Regions from separate parts of the Capsicum annuum genome. Here region 2 is linked to region 1. The links are chromatin contacts, called in public Hi-C maps. All regions are on one chromosome and are shown on one strand. Each heading gives the region's core, a stretch centred on a gene start, on an enhancer-like site or on the middle of the called end of the contact. The rest is flanking DNA. Distances are from core to core; before and after follow the strand shown.

Region 1 (4,397 bases), core at 1,026-3,525:
GAATTGTGTTTTTTTCTCTTTAGAAATCTTTTGGGATTTGAATATTGATTGTGTTCTCGTTGAATTTTAGGTTGGAGCAGTAATCCAGTTTGTGCAACGCGTTTCCACTTTATTATTAAGGCAGATGGAAACTCAATTGGGGGTTATAACAAGTCCTGTTCTGGATGTGGTGAAGCCCTTCACTTATCGGAGTCTAGGTAAAAATTTATATACTTCCCTTAGGATTTTCTTTGGCAAGTTGAAATTGTTGTTTCTCCCTTTTGATGTGGCTTCATATGTCATGACATTGTCCATATGTTCCCCTAGTAACGTCCTTCACACTTTTCCATTGAATTTTGCAATATTCCGATTTATTCTGTGGTTTAGTCATTTTGGAAACTGTTGAGTAATTGAGTTAGTTATCTCTGTGGATCTGGTCTGCTTAAATCCTCTTGCCAATGGCTATATGAACTCTTTTTTGTTTATCTTGATCTTAATTATGTTTAAACTAAATACATTAGTTTGTCTTGTCAGGTGCAAGTCATGCAATCATGTCATGACCACAGAAGACGTTGAAGATTGGATGTACCACCAGTTAGAGGATACCAGTCATCTTCTGCATGGCGTGATCCATGCCAATGGCTATGGACATCTTCTCAGGATAAACGGTAGAGAAGGTGGATCCAGGTTGCTTTCTGGAAGTCGTATAATAAATTTCTGGGACAGACTTTGTAAGGTTCTTGGAGTGAGGTAAGCATCATTTATTTTAGACGTTATGTCGTAGGAACTATAAAATTTAACATGTTACACCAAGTACTGCAGCAATCTTTTAAAGTTTGGTTCGCTAATGAGCTATATTTGATGATTTAATCTTCTCCTTGTATGTGGTCAGAAAAATCAGCGTGATGGATGTTTCAAAGAAGTATGGTTTGGAGTTACGTTTATTACATGCCATCACAAAAGGACATCCGTGGTATGGTGAATGGGGTTATGAGTTTGGTGCTGGTAGTTTTGCTCTGACTCAAGATTCCTACAGACAAGCTGTAGAGAACCTATCGTCTCTGCCCTTGACCATCTTTCTATGTCAAGGACGGAAGCCTCGCACTCGTTTGCAGGACTTGATTTCATTCTATCAGTCCTTGTCAGAGCGTGAGCTTGTAAATATTAGAAACCTTTTTCTTTTCTTAACTAGTTCAATCCGTGATGCCCGCAAATCTGGCTTGGGCGCTGATGATGCCAGTTGTAAGAAGCGCAAAACTTGTGATTCCAAGGTCTTGTGTGCATGGACAAGTAGTGATATTTTACGTGTTGAAGAAGCCATGTTTAGAGTTCTACGGGCCGTCTCTGGTTCCAATTGGGTGAGCTGGCGTGCTCTTAGAGGTGCTGTGTGTAAAGCTGGTTCTCCTGAACTCCTTGATTATTGCCTAAAGGAACTCCATGGGAAGCAGGCAGCTGATGGAATGGTTGTCAATGCCCGCAGCGTTTCTGGTTCCGGCACCATGGAGTTTAAGTCAGTAGATCAATTCCTCTGTTCCATATTTCTTTTTGGAAGCTAAATAATATTTACAATTTTGTATATAGCACAATTTGTGGCGTTGTAGATTATTCTGTTTTTTGGCTTTCTCACTAATTTTTCTTACCTTTTGCAGACTTGAGCCTGGCAACCCACTGGTTAATGTGAATACAAACGAGAATAGATTACCTTGCACACCAAACTTTCCATCCGAGGAACATCTGCGTCGAGATCTGAAGTACTTGTACGAGTGTATGCTAAACCCACTGACGATGTCTGATCATGTTCCCTTAACCAGAAGGGAAGTTGCTGTTGACTCTGCTACTACGGTTCTTGATTGCAAGCAATTTATGAAGGTATATCAACCTGAAAGATTCTTGCCTATCACAAAATCAGATGCAATCCAGGTGCTATGTGAGGTGGACATCATGGAGCAATCTGATGTACATTTGAGAAACCCTCCTCCAGAATTATTGATTCTCCCCTCCGATGCTACCATTTCTGACTTGAAATTGGAGACATCAAGAACATTTCAAGATGTATATTTGATGTTCAGACGGTTCCAAGCTGATGAGTTAGTTGGATATGGTGGCGTGAAAGAATCTACTCAGGTCAAACTACTCCTAGGATCAGCTGAATATGTGACTGTCCGTGGAAAATTCCTGGGAAAAAATGGGCTGAGTAGATATAGAATGGAAAGGGGAACGGAGAGATGGACTGTGGATTGCTACTGTGGAGCAAAGGATGATGATGGAGAGAGGATGTTAGCTTGTGATGTGTGTGGTGTTTGGCAGCACACCAGATGTGCTGGGATCTCCGACTTGGATGCTGTTCCAGCTAGGTTCATTTGTCATAGGTGCAGATGTGTTTGTCAGACTATGAATACAAGCGGTAATTGCAAGGATGATTCAGTTGCTGGTGCGGGATTAGGGAAGAGTCTGGCTCATGCTGTCTGAAGCGTACTGGGATTTTTAGTAGTGTTTATGTTTTTTCCTTTGTCAGGTTTGATATAATATGTACATACAGGCCAGGCTGCGAGAAGAAATTTCAGCAGCGCATTCTGGCCAGTTTCTTTCTCCATGCTCTTCACAAGTTGTCACATCCTTGTTTCTCAGTATTTTTACATGTTCTTCAGATGGCTGCCGCTTGATCTCCGAATATGTTTTACAAAACTACTGAAAGCAGCATGTTAATAGGAAAAAGGAAAAAGACTACTAACAAAATTACTGTTAATTAAATCTAATTGAAAATCTGTTATTAAATCTAATTGAAAATATGTTTTACTTTTTAACTATTTGCATTGGTCTTGTCTACTTTTTAACTATTAGCAGTGAACTGGATACAATAAATAAATATAGATGTCTTGGTTTTGATTGTGGAGTCCGTTGAAGGACAAGTTTTCATTTCAAAGGACTACTGAATGTCTGACCAAAGTCGCGAGGTGGGAAACTGTAAGATAAAAGTTGTGATTTACGTTGGTGATTTGATGAAGATTTTTCATTGGGGATCGAATGACTTTAGATATTGATCTCTATGCATTTTGGGATTTCATTGGAATTTACCATTGCCCCTGCTATGCTTTATCTTGGTAGTTTTCACTGCTTAGGATTGAGCCTTGGGATTTAACGATGGACTTAAAAAGCCTCTTACATATGCTTTATGCTATGTCATTTTGATTATTTCGATCACTTGAAAAGCCTCTTACATATGCTTTATGCTCCATCATTTTGATTATTTCCATCGATGTTGCATAGTTAGACGATGCTTATTCTCTAGATATCTTTATGAATTCTCCTCCGGGAGAAGTTTATGACATGTGGAGATATATCTCTACGTGACAGTACTCCATCATGCTTTTGTCTTTGTTGAGAGTTTCTCTCTACTGCCTGTTATAAGAGTGAATCGTGTTTTAGTCTCAATGTGGTAGATCCTTTTTTCTTTGGACTGGCTATGATCATTGCTTTGGTAATCTATTGCTTTATCAACTAGCTAATTAGATGCGAGCTCTTCCTTGGGCATCCCTCCATTTGCTCCTCTATTTATGGGCATGAGCTGTTATTTTTGGTTTGCTCCTCAATTTATAGGTACTAGCCGTTGATTTCGGTTGATTTTCTTCGAAGGACTAAGTTCTTACGCATTACTCAGCGTTCGTCATTAGAAACATCATTTTTTGTATTTCCCGTTTGACTTGCATGGGTTATGCATGCTGCCAATGTTCATTCGGAGTTAGGATTGAATTTTTTATGAGATTAATAGTTGCATTACGTGTAACTTCCTTGTTCGTATTCAATGAAAATTTGAAATTATCTTTCATTCCAAAACATAATTTGTGGCATTGTGAAAATAATGAATATTTTTGGCTTTGGAATAACTATTTCACCTATTTCATTAAGATGAACTAGACAAGTTCTATCTTAAGTCCTTCCTAAGAATAAAAAAAGTTGCAGCACCTCTAAATATATGAGAATTTGTTCGTACAATCCATTAAGGGGTCGTTTGGGAGGAATATAGGTAATACATGGATTAACAATGTAGGGATTAGTAATGCAGAAATTATTTTTTATCAAGTATTTGGTTCATTGTATTAAAAACCAAATATATCATGGATTGTGTTTGATTTAAAACTTTATAAAAATCTTCTTTACATTTATACCCTTGAATTTTTGTGAGATTTTCTGTTACATTAAATTAGTCAAGTTAAAAATAAAAATATTAATAAAAATTTGTTACTAATTTTCAGGTGTGATATGCCACTACGAAAATCCTTAATAGCATGGGGTACTTTCAATACTTTTTTTATTGGTCAAATATGCCTTAAATTATAGATTTAAGGCTACATAAATGTTTAAATACCTAAAACTTATTTTAAAAAAATAAATATTCCAGTCACCAATCCATGAACTAA
Region 2 (4,397 bases), core at 1,028-3,527, 650 kb before region 1:
GTGAGAGTGCGTGAGGTGTCGTTTTTCGGTGGATCTTGTTAGGGTTTCAACGCCTGGGATTTCTGAGACTCATGTTAGTGTTATTTTGCACAACATTCGCAAATCAGAGGATGAAACAATCAACAACTTGTATAGGCGCCAGATTTGATGCACAAGACTGACTAAATTTTCTGAATGTTTCTCACTGATGCTTGATACCATGTATGAAATAATGGAGAAAAATAGTATTGAATTGTGTATCTACATAATTACATTGAGACCCTCTTATAGACACTACATTACAATTCTTTTCCAAGTAGGATTTTATATACTGTTTTTGCCCTACTCATTCTAACACTTGAGTCGTAGCAAGTCTCGTCAAGCTTGTAGGACGCTTTTCCTGATTGAATAACACTTCAAATTTCCAGAAGTATTTAGTATCATTTAGTGCAGTCCTCAAAGTGAAAATTTGACACCCTTATTGTCATCTAATAGTGTAATTCCTCCGGCTAGGAATTAAAAATTACTATTCTATATGTAAAAATTACATATGGATGATGACATCTGTTCCCTATTTTCAACATTATGCTTTAGTGAACCAAAACATTTTCATGCTATATTACTTTCAAAATTGTCCCGGACACCGCACATAGCGGTAACTTTAGTGCACCGGGCTGCCCTTTTATTACTTTCAAAATTGAACTAACTGATGTTCTTGAGATGTGAAGGTATGTCCCAAGGATAATAGAAGTGTTAAGTGTTGATGGATCAAGTGGACAACAAATCGGATCTTCGACGTTTGACCCATCTACAGGTCTTACATCTGCTCAGCCTTCGCCATCTCTCTCTCTCTCTCTCTGCTTGTCTTTGTAATCTTTGTCTTTCACAGAATTAAATGATCCCGTGTATCTGATATTTTCTTATAACTTTCTCTTCAGCTGAAAAATCTTGGGTTTCACCTACAGAGAGATACGCTGTGGTTCCAGATGAAAACGTAAGATCACCATTTAAGCAATCTTTTTTTCTCTAATGGTCTAAAAGAGTATCGGCATTGTCCCATTAAAATTATCCATCTGTGCAATAGGTGCATCAAATTTATTTCATGCAGTGCTTGGTTAGATTATGAATGGGTAAGTTTGTACCCTGGACATTTGGTTGATGCAATTGGCATAACCATGAATTTTTCTGGTTTGTATAATGATTCCTTAGGTTGTGCCATTATTAATGAACTCACTTGATTCTAGTTAGGAGAATGTCCAAAAAGATGTTAGAACTTTGAGTTTGGAATTGCATTGTCCTGTGTTATGGGCAGATAGAGTCAAGGTCAACCATCAGATTTCCTTCTCTGAAACTTAAAGGTGGCATGAAATGATCCTGAATGCTATGTTTTATCTGCAGGTGCCAAGGCAAGCAGTGATTCCGGTAAGAGGGAGTGGAAACGACGTAAATGTGCCGGAAAATGATGTGAAAAGGATACGATTATGAGATTGCTAGCTATGAATGTAGCGGTCGGCCAGTTGCTGTGGATGTTCTCCACTCAATCTTATATTCAAATATTAGTGTCTCTATTTAAAGTTTAGACAACGAGCTCTGCAGATCTGTATTTCTATGATATTTATTTTCATTTTTTTTTCCTTGTGGGGTGGGGTGGGGTGGGGATGGGTGGGCTGAGGGAAGGTGTCTTCCCATTGTTCATGCAAGTCGTGAGAAAACTGATCTTTTGACTTATATTCTTAACTACTTGGAGGGAGAATTATTGTTTCTACGCATATCTGACTGTAACTATTGGTTTTAGAACAATTAAAGATTGAAAGCGCAACATGCTCTTACATGAAGTCGTGCTAAATAAAGTTTCAACCACCCAAGATGATTTAGTTTTTGGAGCGTAGTAAATTTGACGTAGCTTGAATAGGTTTGAAAATAGACTTAGAAAGTTTATCCCAAGCACCTAATTTGGGTTTTATTTGTGGGAAAAAGGAAAGATTAATATTACTTTGATAATTTGAGGTGCATTAGTTTCAATTCAGCTGTGTGATAATATATAATATTGTAGGTATGCAAGAGCCTATTTGGCCTCAAAAGTATGATACGCTAAATTACTCCAATTCAAGCGAAAGATCTGATGGTTCGTTCTCGCTCGAGCTTGAGGGTCATTTGTACTGAGCAAAACTTTTCCCCATTCTGCAGAAAAGTAGCAAGAGCTTGTGGGACTTTTGGCTAGGAAAGATAAAGAGGCTTGAGGGACTTTTGGATTTCCTTGGAAATTCATTTGTACTGAGCAAAACTTTTCCCCATTCTGCAGAAAAGTAGCAAGAGCTTGTGGAACTTTTGGCTAGGAAAGATAAAGAGGCTTGAGGGACTTTTGGATTTCCTTGGAAATTCTGCAGGTAGTAAGGCTAAAGGTCCACCACGTGGATAAACTTTGTTTGTTGTTGAGCCATGTGGCAACCCAACAAAGCTATGTAAAATCATCTTATACGCATGGACTTAAATGTTGATACAAACCAAACTAGGAATGAACCTAAAACAGCCACCACAAACTAGTTAATAACACAAAACCCGAGGGCTAAAAAGAATGTGCTCAAAGCCGAGAATACAACAACTTTGACAAGATTACAAGGTGAACAACACTAAAAACAGTCCACACCCGAAATGAACAAGAATGATAACAAGAACAACAAAAAGATGAACACAATTCATGGTTTCAACATTATAAGAACACAAACTACACGATTACAAGAATGAAAAGGATAGGTAGTGTGACATACAATATTACAAGATCTAAGAAAAAAGGTGTGTATCAAACACCAAGACCCTTAAAACATATAATACTAACACCGACACTCTTACGTAGACACAAGAGGGACGTCAATCTCCCCAAGCACCCATGTTTCCAAGCTTGAACACAACACGAGTGAATCTACACTCTAGTTGTCCTAGTTTTGGCCAAAGGTCCTCTCAATACGGGAATGCTTCAAAGTGTTACAACTTTAATATTCATCAAAATCTAGTGAATGAAACCCTAAAATGTTCTATTTATAGCTATTACAAAATAAGATGTGAAATGTCCAAAAGACCCTTTAATAAAGAGTGAATAACAAAGGTGCCCTTGGAATATTGTATGGATGATTTTGGTGTGTATTTGGACCCTCTTTTGCACTTTACTTGCACACTCCAAGTCTCGGGTCAATTAACTCACACTCATCCATCTTCGTGGTCGTGCCTATATCATCCTCCCCTTCTTGAAAAGGATTCGACCTCGAATTCATACATTGCAAAATCAAAGAGAAGACAAACAAGCACACATCCTCATGGCATGAGAGTTAGAGTTAGCAAAAATAAATAACATCACCATGCCATGTTGGTATACATTTGATGTACAACCAAGAATCCTTTGTGTTGATCACGAAAAGCATTGTTACAACATCACAAAGAATGTGGCTAGGATAAACATCAAGCAATAATGAACATAAGCCGTGACTACTCCTTTTACTCCCTAAGATGTCACCAGGATCAAATGGGAGAAGTAGATATGGGCATAAGTTTTGGCCATACTCCCTTTCAAGATTGTAATCTGCACATAGCTTTAAACCACCACGGGTAGTAAAGGGGTAACAACCAAAAGCATTTTCACAAGTACAATCACAATTCGAGTTTCCAAAACACCCAAGCAAATCAAGGTCATCTTCACCCGATTGGTCATTTTGCACGCCCCCACTAGTTGTTGGCAGCTCACATACTAACATAGACTTACCTTGGTTTTCACAAGGGTCAACTAGTGTGTGAATTCCTCTTGTTACTTGGTAATGAAACCTTACTCAAGTTATAAGTGCTAGCACTAGATAGACACAAATCATTCTTACGAGAAGAATTAATTTTGTCATCTAAAAGATCAACTAGTGCTTGTGTACTTACAACAAGAGTTTGGTCCTTATGAGACCTAACAATGCCATGAGTATCACAAAAGAAAGACGTACACACCTCTACTCTAGGCAAATCCGTAACTACATCCATTTGGCTACTACTAGCCACATCACGACATTCTAAGTTTATTGGAGTGTAGGGAATAATGTTTTTACCTTATAGCTCATATGAGATACGGTCTTTACCTTGGTGTGGGTCTTGGTAGACCACTTCTTCCTTTGGGAAGCTCTCATCACAAGGTGCTTGGACAAGAAATATTAGGTTTTGTGGGATAAGTGTGGATACCAATTGGCGTATCTTTTCAAGGTGTTGTTTGAATTCTTCACAATTATCATTGAAGCTATCAAACGTGACATTAAAATTATTGGCAGCCATGGTACCTAAATGAAAGAAAAACCAACAAACTAGTTAGCTCAAAATAGCCTCACCACACTGTAATACCCTGTATTTTCCTAGCCTAGATTAACCCTCAGTACATGGGTTATCCTAAATAA

Evidence for each region. Hi-C and Micro-C count contacts between places; a contact is called where the count stands out from the background.
Region 2: a Hi-C map of bud shows a contact between it and region 1, with 4 times the contacts expected there. The contact joins two enhancer-like sites. A contact is called at or near these places in 3 of 5 Hi-C or Micro-C datasets (bud, leaf and placenta).

The regions. Positions count from the first base shown.
Region 1 is chr5:111,553,884-111,558,280 of UCD10Xv1.1, reverse strand. It overlaps LOC107852993 (PHD finger protein At1g33420), which reads left to right. Exons shown (of 5, transcript XM_016698025.2): 2 at 71-197; 3 at 514-729; 4 at 872-1,489; 5 at 1,629-2,626. The coding sequence ends at 2,448. Among protein-coding and RNA genes, the nearest start is that of LOC107852993, 8.6 kb to the left of the region's middle. Within about 2 kb of position 2,275, at least 2 of the 5 cell types and tissues checked have an H3K27ac peak or open chromatin away from gene starts, as enhancers often do. A contact at or near this core is called in bud and leaf, where this site is marked.
Region 2 is chr5:112,202,306-112,206,702 of UCD10Xv1.1, reverse strand. It overlaps LOC107852991 (ultraviolet-B receptor UVR8), which reads left to right. Exons shown (of 12, transcript XM_016698021.2): 10 at 708-793; 11 at 918-973; 12 at 1,378-1,814. The coding sequence ends at 1,464. Among protein-coding and RNA genes, the nearest start is that of LOC107852991, 97 kb to the left of the region's middle. Within about 2 kb of position 2,277, at least 4 of the 5 cell types and tissues checked have an H3K27ac peak or open chromatin away from gene starts, as enhancers often do. A contact at or near this core is called in bud and leaf, where this site is marked.